2 separate regions of the Sus scrofa genome follow, and region 1 is linked to region 2. Evidence: chromatin contacts called from public HiChIP or PLAC-seq data. All regions are on one chromosome and are shown on one strand. The core of a region is the stretch at or near the end of the contact, and the rest is flanking DNA. Distances in the headings are between cores, read along the strand shown.

Region 1 (7,080 bases), core at 4,114-6,613, 400 kb after region 2:
GTTTCCTGGGATGTATTTTCAGACAAGAAGGTGAACAGAAACATGAGGCCTTCGAGCAATCTTATCTAAGCTGATGGTGTCACCATTCCAGAGGATTGCCACAACAATATCCATTGCTCATTCGCTCATTCATTCATTCATTCATGTGATGAGCGCCTAAAGTGTTCCAGGCTCCAGGAATGATGCTGGATCTTCAGCCCCAAGGCACTGAGCTCTGGACCCATGTCACCAGGGACCTGCTGGGCATCAGCCCTCACCTCAATCCCCAAACACCCAAACTCCAACGCTCTTTCCTCCCTCTGCTTCTCTGCCCCATCTCAACTCACACCACCAGCCTCCATTCATCACCCACCCAAGTTAGGGGCCTCGCATTCATCCCAAGGCCTCTGCTCTTCTTCCCCGCCCCCACCCCAGCAGGACCAGGTCCTGGCAACACTGAATCCTCAAGATCTCTTGATCTGGGGCCTCTTCACTCCGTCCGACAGCCCATCCTTAGCCAGACAGATTCACTTCCTATGGCTACTGTCACAAATCACACAAACGGGATGTATGATCGGTCACAGTGCCCTCTGATGAGTTCTGGAGGCTAGAAGGCCGAGGAAATCAGTTGCACGGGGCTAAAGTCAAGGTGTGGGCAGGGCTGCTTCCTTTTGGAGGTTCTTGGGGAGAATACCTTCCTTGGCCTTTTACAGGTTAGAGAGGCGCCTGAGTTCCTGGGCTCCCGACTCCTTCCTCGAATCGCGGCCACCTTTCGCTTCTATAGTCACATTCCCAGTGCTGCACCAAATCTACCTCTGCCTCTATTATGAGGATGCTGCTGACGACATCTGGGCCCCCCGATCAGCTCCTCACCTCAAGATCCTGAGCTGACTCATGTTTACAAACCCCATTCTGCGCAGCAAGGAATGTGCTTTCATCCCGGGGATCAGCATGTGGGTTCGCCCTAAAAAGACCTTTCTCTCTCCCCTGCATCACTGCAGCAGCTACCAACCACCATCCTGGCTCCCGTTCTCCAGCACAGCCTATGGAGAGGAGTCAGGGAGTATTCTAAAGGCCTCAGGGCCACTCTCTTTGCTGTTCCTTCCATCCGGAACATCTTTCCCTGGTTCTGGACATGATAGCCCTTTTGTGCGGGTTCCTCAGGAGGTGTTCCCTGATCGTTTTATTTATGTACGTCCTCGCCACTATTATTCTCCGTCACACGGCCTTTCCACCTTCGTCCATACCACGGACACGTCCTGGCATTACTGCACTCGCTCACTGATTTCTCCAGGACCCATCATGCTCCCTCGCACGTAGGTTTTGTGAGCCCAAGGCCTTGCCTGTGTCACTAACTGCTCTGTCCTCTCTGCGGAGCCCGGCAGGTGACAAGGTGCCCCCACAGAGGTCTTTATCCTGAACCCCAGGACCTGGGGTTATGTGAGGTCACGTGGCCAAAGGGAAATCGGGGTGCTGATGGAGTTTTGGCTCCTCGTCAGCTGACGTTAAAATACAGAGATTATCCTGGATGACCTGGCGGGGGGGGGCTGATGACATCACAAGGTGCCTAAAAGTGCACGAGGGACTCGGAACAGAGAGCCAGAAGGATGTCCGCGTGAGAAGGGCTGACCTGAGGGGCTTTGAAGATGCAAGAACAGGCCCTGAGCCAAGGGGGCGGCCTCAAGGAGGCCAAAAGGCATGAGAACAGATGTTCCCCCAGAGCCCCAGCAAGAACACAGCCTTGCCCACACCCTGATCTCAGCCCAGAAGGCTCGTGTTGGACTTCGGCCTCACAGAGAACTGTAGGGGAGCAGATCGGGGTCGTTTGAGCTGCGAAGTGTGCAAGAGCAAACTAACACAGTGCCCCACAAATACTCGGTGGGAACAGTCTGTGCGCCGGGAAGCGCCAAGTATGGCCAGGAAGTACCAGAAGCTGGAAAGAAGCACGGGAGAATTCTCTCCTCGCATCTTCCGAGAGAGCAGGGCCCTGCCGACACCCTGACTGGGGACTTCTAGCCTCCCAGCTGGCCGATGATGCACTGCTGTTGTGCTAAGGCCCGTGCTTGGTGGCACTTTGTCACAGCAGCCCCGGGAAACACATACCAGCCCAGGCGATGGTCTGTGGCCACAGGTGACCTTGCATCTTGACTCTGCCCTTGGCTTGGGTAGTTAATGACACTGGGGAATCCTGTGTTCCTTCTCCTGCCATCGATCAGCAGGCGGCCTTGGACTTGGGCCTGAGACAGGCTCTTGCGGACCTCAGGTAGGGGCGGGAGGGCGCTGTTAGAAAGCCTCAGGTGAATGGGCAGAGGACAAGGTGGCGCTCGGGGCAAAGAGTGAGCCTCAGAGCCTGGCTGAGACTCAGTGTCCTTCCTCAGAGGGTGTGTTAAGCGTTCACGGTGCCCATGAGCCCAGCACGGGGTCTGGCACCAAAAGGTCCGAGCTCGTGCTGTTTCCCCCTCCTGCCCCGTCCACCTCCCTTTGCTGCCACAAGTTCAAGGGAACACAGCAGCAATAACTTTCTGTTGAAACACAAGAGGCGACCTCTAAAAGCACGAAGGCCAGAAGTACACTGAAGAAATACACAACCCCAAACACCGCCCCCCCCAGAAAAAAACCTCACAAATACTCAAGTCTCACCTAGGTGTGGGGCCCTCCAAACTTTAGGAAAACGTGAGTCCCTGCTGTGCCTTTTCATGACGTGCGGTACAGGGAGTCTCGCACTGAAGGCTAAATATAAAACTAAAATACACACAGCTGGACTTTCCAGTATTTTCAAAACACATTTAATACCTACCCAGGAAACTCCCAGAATCCAAGCAGCCCTCATTTTGCACCAGGATAAATAAAGCGGGTGGAACATATGGGCTTTAAAAGGCACTGAAGAAGGAAGAGGAACGTACGAGCGCCGGGCACCCAGGGATCAGACCGTGGATGCGTGCCACGGTCACGCGGTGTCCTCTGCCACACCAGGGCTGTAACGGGAACCAGCAGACCCGGCTGGCGGGGGCTAACGCTCGCCAGGTCTGCCTCTGACCGCAGCCTTTCTGGCTCTGTTCTTATACTCCTGGACCCACAGAAAATGGATGTGACTCAAGTGTGCTGGGCAGACACGAGTGGGTTTTCTGTTATCCCAGGAATCCTCCCTGGAGGAGGCGGCATCCACGATACTGGTCCGTCATCCGGGATTGCTGGGTACTTTCACTCACTGGACAACGCTGTGTGCAGAGGCAGCTATGTGCTCGACGCAGCCTCTCTGTGCGCTGCGAAACAGCAGCGAGCCAGTCAAACAAAACCAGGGCCCGCATCTCGAGGAATCACCTGCCTCGGGTAGAGCGACCACAAAAGTAACAGCAGGCTGGGGTTGGTGATGTGCAGACGACCCTATAGGAGACCGAGGCGTGGTCAGGACAGGGAGCTCTGCAGTGTGGACAAGCTCTTCAAGAAGGTGACACAGGAGGTGGGGGGCCAGCTTCCTCGACAAAGAGAAGAGCAAAGTGCAAAGGCCACATGACAGCTCTAGCATCTGCCCCGATTCCTGCCCGCCCCTTTCACCCAGAGGCTGAGTCTATGCCCCTCCCGTTTAAATCCAGTGGTCTGGGGACTGCTTCGCCCAAAGGTGTACAGTGGAAGTACAGCTGTGATGTCTGGGGCCAGGCCAGGAAAGCCACACAGCTTCGGCTGTGCTGCTGGAAATGTGCCAGGCAGACATGAATGGCTTCTCTGTCATCCCAGGAATTCTCCCTGGAGGAGGCGGCATCCACAATATGGGTCCACCATCCAGGACTGCTGGGTACTCTCAGTGCTTCATAGGAATCCAAGCATGCTGAGTGAGACCACCATGCTGGAGCCCAGCTGAGCCCACCCTCCCCACCAACCTGCCAAGGCCCTGGACACCTGGGAAAAGCCAGCTCAGACCCTCGAGACCAGCCCTCTCCCCGAAAGAACACCACCACGTGACACCCATCCATGGCTACAAGGAACAGGAGACCCAACTAGCCAAGCGCTACGCAGTCCTAACCCAGAAAATCATGTGATCTGATCAGAGTCGCTGTTTCAAGCCAGCCAATTGTGGGCTTGAAACAGTTTGTTTCTTAGCCCTGGATGAGTGAAAGGGGCCCCAGCCAGCTAATGGGAGGATGCAATGAGACCAGATATGTAAGGTTCCTGGCACAGAGCAGGCTCTCGGCATGAGTTAGAGCACGTCCCTGGGACAATAGACTTTGATTGCCTTTTGGTATCATTGCCTATTTTTACACTATGCTGCATTAAATCATAAATTACAAGCGGCTTATCCATGTCTGATTCTTACTGAGCATTTGGCTTTAATGGGCTCTCAACGTTAGAAGATGACACACATGTAGACTGGGGTGGTTTCTCTTCGTGCTCCTTTGAGGACGGTTCTAGAAGGAGGTTCTTCGGTGGGAAAGAGTGGGGTCTGGACTGCCTGGCGAGCCAGGCGTGCATGCCAGGAAGTTTTAAAATGATTTTCTGAGCACCAACATTTTTCTTTGCTAAACAGCATGCATTTTTGAGCTCGAATGCATTTCTGCATTAAGGAGAACAGGCAGTGTCCCTTGGCATGTTTCATCACGGAGTTATTTTTCAAATCAGCATCTCGAAGAGGGTGAAGGCGTGGGTGATGCTGAACACGTGTTTTTGGAGCCAGACTGGGTCTCAGTGTGAAGCCTGGATCTTCCGCTTACAGACGGAGAGAGCCCGGCACGTGGTCGAACTTTTCTAACCTCGGTTTACTCCTCTGTGAAATGGGAATAAACACGGTGCCTCGCTGCCGGTTTGCCTGTGAAGCTTAAATGAGCTGAGATTCATGAGGTGCATAAAAAAGACCTTGCCACAAAATGAGAGCTCCAAATAATTTATCTACTAATGATGGGCATTGCTAGTTCCGCTACGGCCAAGAGTTGTCAGATTTAGCAAATAAAAACATAAGACGCCTGATGACATTTGAATTCCAGATCAACAATGGATAATTTGTCAGTACAGCAGAGCCCCAGTATTCCACGGGGCAGACTTACCCTAACAGTCGTGCATTGTTCATCGGAGATTCAAATTTTACTGGGTGTCCTGCCTCCACCCCTAGATTAGAATGCATGTTATTTATCTCAGCAGCCCATCCCTATAGACTGGGTGCCGGGTTCCCCAGGACCCCTGATCACATTCTCCCCCTCATTTTCTCATCCTTAATAAAATCTTCCATCTCTTTGCTTCTCCCCTCCCATCTCACTGTGGACTGTTGGTCACTAAGACAGGCCCAGAGGCTGCTCTAGAAAGACAAACCCTGTAACTCCTTCTGGAGTGACACCGCTGCAGTTATTACATAAGCAACTCCCTACTGCAGCGCCCTGAGCCTCTCTGCTGAGCGGCTGCCATTTGTACCGTTTCCAAGCTCCTGCTGCAAAGCCACCCCCACTCCCTCCTCATCCCCAGCTTCTCCCTTCGCATCTGAGGTCTGGCTCCACTTGAAGTCTCTCCCTTACCCTGGGCTCACTTTTTTTTTTTTTTTTTTTTTCCCTGCGTAATATAGAGTAGTTTATTACATAAGTGATTTATCGCATGCACCTTCATGTATAAGGAGCAAAACTTGTTTAAAATAAATCCAACCGAGAGGATAATCTCTATGGGCAAAATGTACTCCGGCTTAATTTCTCTACTGGGTATTACACACTATATAATTGCCTTAAACAGAAGCTGCACACACAAATTTAGCTTGGCACCAGTATCTGGCTTCACAGAACACTCAAGTTACATGCTGGGTTTTGCTACAAATCCTTCACTCCACCAGCAGAAACTCCACAGCATCCCTTAAAGAAATAGTCAGCTTGACTCCCCTGCTGAGAAGGGGGGGTGTGGGAGGGCACGGCTGATTGTGGGCTGCATTCCTGTGTCTTTGTCGTGTCTCACCAGCCTGGGTTGGGGACCCCAGCTTCACTCCTCATTCGGACATGTGTGCAGCGACGGAAAGTGGTGCTTCCTGGCTGACATGGGAGGTGGGGTACATGCTTCATTAAAGTTGATAGCGGCCTGTCCTTCCTCCTCCTGTGGATAAATTAATCAACAAGCTCCTGGCTTCATGGACTCACTCCTTCCTTCCTTCCTTCCTTCCTTCCTTCCTTCCCTCTTTCTGGCCACAGACACTGAGCTCCTCTTGGGCCTCGAGGCAGTGCTGGGCCCTGGGCTGTGGGAAGAACAGTGAACCACAAACCCCAGCCCTTATAGGAGTGACAGGGGGACGGGCGGGATGGGCATTAATTAATCACACGTGTCAGTGCGCAATGCAACTGGTGACAGTGCCATGGGAACTCTGAGAGCCTCTGCAGGGGTGGGAGAAGAACTCCGCAAGGGAGAGGCTTTTAGGGGGTGTATGAGCTCCCTACGACTGCTGTAACTGACTACCCAGGTTTGGCAGCTTCAAACTACAAACTTATTTTCTTATAGTTCTGGGGTTCAGAAGTCTGGAACGGTCTCGCTGGGCTAAAGTCAAAGTGTCGGCAGGGCTGTGTTCCCTCGTGGAAGCTCCGGGGAGGGATTCATCTCCCTGTCTCTTCCCGCTTCCTCGGCTCACGGCCCCTCCCTCCATCTTCAAAGAGGACACCATCAGGTCGCAAGTTCTTCATCCCGCCGTCTCTCGTCATGACTTGGTGGCCTCCTTGCGTCTCATGTAAGGAAACCTGTCATTACAGTGGAACCATCTGGATAATCCAGGAGACCCTCCCCCATTTCAAGGTCTGCTGAGGAGCCACTTTAATTCCATCTGCAGCGTCAACTCCCCGTTTGCTATGGGAGCAGACACATCCACAGGGTGTGTGTGGGGGGGTCAGGAGGTGGGCATCTTCGGAGCCATTATTCTAGTACAGATGGGATCCAGAGAGCGAGAAGGAGGAAGAAGAATATTCCAGGCAGAGGCAGAACCCTGTGAAGCAGGTGTTGGTGGCGGGCTGTGTGGACGCAGATGGGGAATGGAGAAAAGAGGGTGAGGGGCCTGAGGCTTACAGGGCGCTGGAGACGGGAGCAGGATCAAGCCCTGGAGGACCTGGCTGGCCCATGAAGGATTCCAGGCTTCATGCTCAAAGCACAAAGAAG
Region 2 (6,793 bases), core at 3,615-6,114:
GCCCCTGTTTCCTCTCGGGCAAATGGGGATGAGATACGGCACCTGTGTCACTCACAGCGTGGCTGTAGGAGTGCGTGAGTGGACGTGCCTGGTGTTTTGGGTACACAGTGAGAGCTCAAGGACGACTAGTCTTAAAGAGCCTTCTCTGTGGACTGCCTCTCTCTGGTCACAGAAGGTGCTACTTTTTTAAGTATGAGGCTTTGCCCTTGGACATGGGGAACGTTGAGGCTTTCAATATATAGTTGGTAGTTGAGAGGAAGATTCTAAAGAAAAAAGTGTGTGTGTGTGTGTGTGTGTGTGTGTGGTGTGTGCATGGGAGGGGATCCCTGTATGTGCTCTGAGTATATGTACGTGTGAGTGTGAGTGGAGCCTTAGCAAGATCAGCCTCCTCTGATAAGGCACGCCGTCTGTGACAGGTGGGGTCTTGGTCCGCTCTGTCCCCTGCCCCATGCCCTGCTGGGGCCCAGCCCTGAACACTGAGCAGCCGGATCTGGGCCGAGAGAGGTCCAGGCCATTGGCAACTGCTGACCACTGGCGAGTCATTATCTGGTGCAAATCCTTTCGATCCTACAATTGCAGTAGCCTGTACCTGGATATGGATTTCTCTTTGGGTTTTAATCCCCAAAAGCTGTGTCCAGGAGAGGAGGACAGACCTGAAAACCACACCGGCAGTTGGTGGGAAGGAAAGGGAGAAACACACTTTTGTGGGTATCTCACTTTCTTGCTTCCTTTTTTTTAATGGTCATACCCAAGGCATGTGGAAGTTCCTGTGCCAGGAATCGAACCCGCACCTTGGCATTGACCAGAGCCACTGCAGGCAGATTCTTAACGCACTGTGCCACAGCAGGAACTGCCATTTCTTTCTTTATAATCTCTTAAAACATAACACTTATGTTTTATTACATAATCTTTAATAGGAAATAAAAATTTATGAATTATGTTATCTATTAAAATTATCATTTACTAAAATGATATCTTACCTATGTAAATTAGATAAGAAATATATACCATGTATTAAAAGTATGTCATATACTTTTATATGTATAATATATAAGTTTAATATATCTTATAAAACATAAGACAGAATATAAAGCATAATATAATTTGAATAATTGTCTGTTGTCAGCCAGTACAAGCCAGTATAGTAGTGAACTGAAGCTTCCTTGTCACTGGTTAAAGAGCCGATTGTTAAATTTTCAGTTACTTTGCAAGCCAGTTGATTTCACATTGGTGACTTGAAATTAGCCATGGTGGGAACCTCGACACCAGAGAAACTGGCAAATATTACAAACCAGGGTTTCCATCTGATAATAAGCTGGTGAGCTTATTGTTAGACATTTATAAGCATACCTGTGCGTGTGTGTGTGTGTATGTATATAAGCTTTGTTGAGCCTTGTGCTAGTCACCCCACATGTATTATTTTATTTAACCACCACTGCAGTCTACTAATACTGGAATTTCCTAGTGATAGGATCTTCATCTTGTTGGGCCTGGTGGGCAGTTGCCCAGGTTGTCTACTGAACAACTCAAGGACCAATCTTCACATCAGACCTTTTTTGCCTCTGGACCTTAGTCCCCTCACCTGCACAGTGGGGAGAATTGTCCCCACTGCACAGCCTCACTCTGAGGATGCTAAGAGATCAGGACACACAAGCTCAACACCTCCAGGGAGCCTGTGAGACTAGGGAGCGGCAGGGACTGTGGCAACCTGGGGACATATGTCCTGTCCAAAGGAGAAGCTCTCGCCCATCACTGCCACATGCAAATGGAAGGGACAGTGATGCTGATGGATCTGAGTTACTAAGAAGGAAGAAGAAAAAAAATCTAGATTTTTTTTTAAATGTTAAATGTCTATTTTTTCAAACAGTGTGAGTCTGACTTATGGCCCTGTATTAGATTACGCATGTGATGCCACCTCCCAGTGGGTGGCACACAGAAGGACCCAGGTGTATGTTGATGAGGGGCAGTGAGCAGAGGACAGTATGTGGAAGTTTAAATAGTCCCTCTGGACTGCACACAGAAGGACCCTGCCTATCATGGTCTAGAGCTACGTCTCTCTCCTCTCTAGGTTCACTAAGGGGCTTTGACCCATGCTGCCAGGGCTTCCCTAACAAAGGGCCTCAGATTGCATGCTTCAAGAGGCCAAAATGGCTCACCTTATGGTTCTGGAGGGCAGAAGTCCAAGGTCAAGGTGTGGCATTGGCTGGCCATCTTCAGTGTCTTTGCCTTGTGGAAGTGTTCCCCCCATCTCTGCTTTCCTGTTCACCTGGGCTTCTCTCTGTCTTCATAGCTGTGTCCACATTTCCCATGTTGATAAGGACCCAGTCATATTGGCTTAGGGGCCACCCCACTCCAGTATGGCCATATCTCTAATTACAACTGTACTAACCCTTCTTCCAAATAAGGACCTAGGGGCTAGGACTTGAGCCTAGGAATGTGGGGGGTGAGGGAACATAATTCCCCCCCGTAACACCAGCTAAGGAAACAGAGCCCTGATCCGCATCACTCTCGTCACGTGAGTCCCGCTGAGGAACCCCTCCCTCCAGGCATTCCTGCCAAGTAACTTGACATCATGTTTCTTTGAGCAGAAAAGACCTGATCTTTCCAACTGCCGCTGATGCAAATAGAGTCATAGTCTGAGAGCCTGCAGAGGTAGCGCTTTCAAGTCAGAAAACAGGAGTGCATCAGAGAGGAGAGACACACACACTCACAGCTTTTGGTGAAGGTCTCTAATTATAACTCTTAAGAAGCACTGCCAATAAGATCACTCTGTGTATGTAAACTAAGAGCCAGGGAGATGAAATGATTACTCCACAGGTATCTATGAGTAGAAGACCCAGGAATAGCTAAGTATTTAAGAAGAAGATATATAATGTATGTATGTATACTCTTGAGATGTATTTTGTGCTCACTACATAAATGAAGGAACTGAGTGTGGTACAAAGAAGTTAAATAACTTGCCTAGTGTTCCTGGGCTCAGGATATGGCCCAAGTGGAATCCATATCCAGGCCGCGGGCTCCTAAGCCCTTCCTCTTTAGCCACTCTGCTCAGCCTGTGTATTAGAATTCAGGACTCAGGGCTCGCCACCCTGCTGCCTTCTTTACCAAATACTGGGACAGCGCTGTAAGGTTGAGCAGGTTGTGCACTGCACAAAGGTGAGGAGCTGAGTGAGGACAGAAATTCACTTTTGATTCATACTTAGCACCAAGCTATTTGCCCTGAAGTGGGGGTGGGTAGGGGACACCCTCTTCTAATTCAAATAAAGGTGCCTTGTGGGTTAGTTGCACCGTGCAGGTTCTCAGTCATAACAGAGAGAAAGAATGGATTTAGGGTTTGATGGAGAATGAAGGAGGGAGGTAAGAGGGCCAGGGCAAGTGGGCAAAACAGAGCTCTGTGCTTAGAAGTGAGACAGCAGCTCTGGGCCACCCTTAGCATAATGAAGCAGGATGGTGGGTATTTGTTTATCCAGAAGCACCCATCAAAGCCTTCTGGAGGGGAAGCACCCTCTCCCCTGCCGGGCCCATTCTGAAAGCTGGTTTCTTTGTGCAAGCTCATCCCAGCGCTAGAATCTCCCAAGCTGGGCATCGGGCAGAGTCAAGTGAAGCTTGGGACCTGAGTGTCTCACTCTACCATTCAACTGGTACCCCTTAAAAATGCGCTTCAAGCTGGGTGGAGGACTCCTCTGGCGGTGGAGGGAGGTGCCCTAGGTGAGAACAGGGGAGACAGGCCATGAGCTAGGGGCATCAGAGCCGTGGGCTGGGACAGTTCTGCCCAGGGAGGTTCCAGATCAGGGAGCGGGGTTCTAGAGAGAATGTCCGGTCTGGGCTGGTCAAGCAGGGCAGGTGTTAACACCAGTGGCGGGTTGTCCAACAGAGACCCAGAGCCCCTGCTAGCCCCCCAGGAAGAGAGCAGACAGGGTCCTGCGGCTGAGGCTTTCAAAAGGAGCAGCCTCTGGGCTGAATATAGCTCCGGCTTATTTCGTAGTAAATTATTCAGATGTTAATTGCATTGTCAACAAAGCCACTACCTTTTGTTTCCTTTCCAGTGATCTTCATAAAATGTATGGGTGCAGGGAGAAGGGAGCAGAAAGCCAAAGTGGGCAGTGTGGTTGGAGGGCCCTTGTTTGGCTTCTGGAAGGAACGGCTTGTGGTGGACACCGGGCCTGGATCCCAACAGAGCAGCAAGACTTGGGGGTCCCAGCCCAGACCTCCAGGCTAACAGTGTTCCTTTCCTGCTCTCCTCTTGTCCCACCCCAGCCAATTGTTGAGATCCCTCCAGCCAGAGCCACACGTTAGGGTGACATCCTTGCGGGGGCTGAGCTGGATGGAAAAGCCTTTGAAGGTTGCATGGACCCCTGGGGCCGGGCAGATGTAGGAGCTCACAGACAGGCCCGCTCAACTGTTTGGATATGGTTTCGGCACCAGATACAGAGGGGACCAGGGATCGTGGTTTTCCCTTCTCTGCACCCCTGCCCTGGTACCCAGGGGTGGGAGTTTGCAAAGTGTGGTGAGGAGCCCAGGGCTCCAGGAACAGGCTGCTCAGCTTGGCTGCACACAGTGGGGTCTGAATTTACCATGTGCATCGAACCCACTTAAACCCCGAAGAGCCAACCTGCTTTTTCACTCCCCTGCTGCCTCCTTTGGAAGTGACTGCTGTCCTAATTAAAAGCGAATGGCTTAATCTGGTGGCATCAGGCAAGGGCAGCACTTTGCAGAGGGGAGGCCTCTGCCAGGGCACAAAAAAAGCCGGGCAGATGAGGCTGAGGGAGCACAACAAGGCCCACCAAGTCAAGGAGACTGTCCCCTCCATGGGTTCCCTATGTCGTGTGCACAGCAGATGTCCCGCCCGTGGACAGGAGATGGGTGTTGACTCATTACAGAAGGATATGAATTTGCCCAAAGATGGGCCAAGCCAGCGTGAGGCTCAGAGTGGGAATTCTGGGAGCTGATGTTCCTGAATGGGGGGGTCGGGGTGGGGGGCAAGGTACCCCCCCTCCCCCGCCAGGAGGGATGTGTCTGGCTTAATGAGCTCCAGGAGGCATTTAAAGGCATTGTGTTGTTTACAGCCTTGTTCTCACCAAAATGAACTATTTCCAGAGCGACTTATTCATGCATTCCTAGGAGTCTCCGTCTCCCTGTCCTTCCAGGAGATGTTCTCAGGCAGCTGTTTCATCACGGCCTCTAATGACCCCAGGGCTGATCCCTCCCTTCCAGGATCTTTGGGGAGGAGTCAGGGCTCTCTCTCCCTCCCTGCCTTTCCCTTCCTCCCTCTCCTGTTCTCTCTCTCCCTGTCTCTCCCCTTCTCTCTCTCCCTCCCCCTTTCTTTTTCTCCTCTCCCCCCTCCGCCTCCCCCCCCCCCCGTCTCTCCCCCGTCTCTCCCCACGTCTCTCCCGCCGCTCTCTCTCCCCCTCCCTCTCCCTCATTCTATCAAGCTCAAGATGGAAGGGGAAATGGCACTTTAAGAACTGCAAGCTAGCAAGGGGACACCATGCTCCACGCGACATCTGTCCTGACACACCTGAGCAGTGGGCAGGTCTGGTGGGCGGCTGGAGGTGGCTGCAAAAAGTGGGTCTCGCCGTGAGCGTGTGCTGCTGTCCCCAGGCAGAGACCCCTGAGACGGGCACATCATCTCAGATGTCACCTCCATGCACAGCACTTGGAGAGGACCCCGGGAACTCCCCTCCCCTAGTCTTTGGATGCAAGTGCAAGGAGCAGAGGTACTGGAGATACTTCATCTGTCTCACTCAGAGCTGGATTTTGAAAGCATCACTAAAGCCTCTTGGAAGTTGCTTTACAAGAGAAAACCTTTGAAGCGAGTTAGAAGCTGTGAGAGATCAGGGCCCCTATTCTTCCCCTCACATCCCATTCATCTGTTCCTTTTACACCTGGCGCATCATCCCCGAGGCTCCTGCCACTGGGGGCCAAGTCCTGGAAGCACTGATGGGGCATACATTCCGATTCCTGCCCGCGAAGAGGTCTTGGTCTAAGAGAAAGCTTCCTAGACAAATAGAAATAGATCATACAGACCAGCCACACCCAGCACAGGGGCCAGGATGGATGGTTCAGAGAGTAGCGCAGAGGCCAGCCAGGAGCTTCCCAGCCAGTCAGAAGGCTCCCTAGGCAAGTGGATCCAGAAAGGAGAAGCAGAAAAGTGGCAGGTGCAAGAGGAGAAAGGAGAAAAGAGGTTTCTGGGGCCCTTGACGCTGGGAGAAGGGGCCTTCTGGGTGTGTAACCGGAGACAGAGACGGCCTGCCCACAGGGTGGTGTCCAGATGTCATGACCTGCCCGCTCTCCAAACATAGTCCCAAGTTACCCAGCTGACATCACCAGCTCCAAATAAATAAATAGGCAAATGAATGAAAAGAATGAAAAAAATGAGTAAGCAAAAGCAGACGCGTTTGCTCAAAGAACCAGGTGGATACGGCCCCAATTAAGGGAGCTGTCCCAGCCCAGGTGAAGTAGCAGCAAATGTTTGGGGCCGCCCAGAACCCAGCAGATGAACAATCCAAGTGCGCCCAGTCCCGAGGGTGGACTGAGGAATCGGAACCAGGCTCTGTCTAAACACAGGTTTTGATTTGCTTCTAGAGTCATTGATTGTGGGATTCATTCAGGTTGCCTGTTCTTCGTGTTTCTTTTTGCTCTCCGAAAACCACAGAGATGGCTGAAATGTCTAGTGGCATATAGTTTGCTAAAGATTTCCTACCTGTTATTTTGTGTGGTCCTCACAGCCAATTTGAAAGAGTGGGCAAATCACTCTGGACTTGTTGGCAGAAATACAACTCATTTGGCTTGG

The links. HiChIP or PLAC-seq counts read pairs in DNA pulled down with a chosen protein or histone mark.
Region 1: a contact with region 2 is called in an H3K27ac HiChIP or PLAC-seq map of skeletal muscle, with 3 times the contacts expected there. The contact joins two enhancer-like sites. A contact is called at or near these places in 1 of 47 Hi-C or Micro-C datasets (liver) and 1 of 2 datasets of contacts at active chromatin or transcription factors (skeletal muscle).

Annotation. Positions count from the first base shown.
Region 1 is chr6:9,095,173-9,102,252 of Sscrofa11.1, forward strand. The region is part of intron 8 of WWOX (WW domain-containing oxidoreductase); the gene reads right to left. Among named protein-coding and RNA genes, the nearest start is that of MAF, 630 kb to the left of the region's middle. Within about 2 kb of position 5,364, at least 11 of the 83 cell types and tissues checked have an H3K27ac peak or open chromatin away from gene starts, as enhancers often do. A contact at or near this core is called in skeletal muscle, where this site is marked.
Region 2 is chr6:8,695,752-8,702,544 of Sscrofa11.1, forward strand. All of the region lies in intron 2 of MAF (transcription factor Maf), which reads left to right. Among named protein-coding and RNA genes, the nearest start is that of MAF, 230 kb to the left of the region's middle. Within about 2 kb of position 4,865, at least 8 of the 83 cell types and tissues checked have an H3K27ac peak or open chromatin away from gene starts, as enhancers often do. A contact at or near this core is called in skeletal muscle, where this site is marked.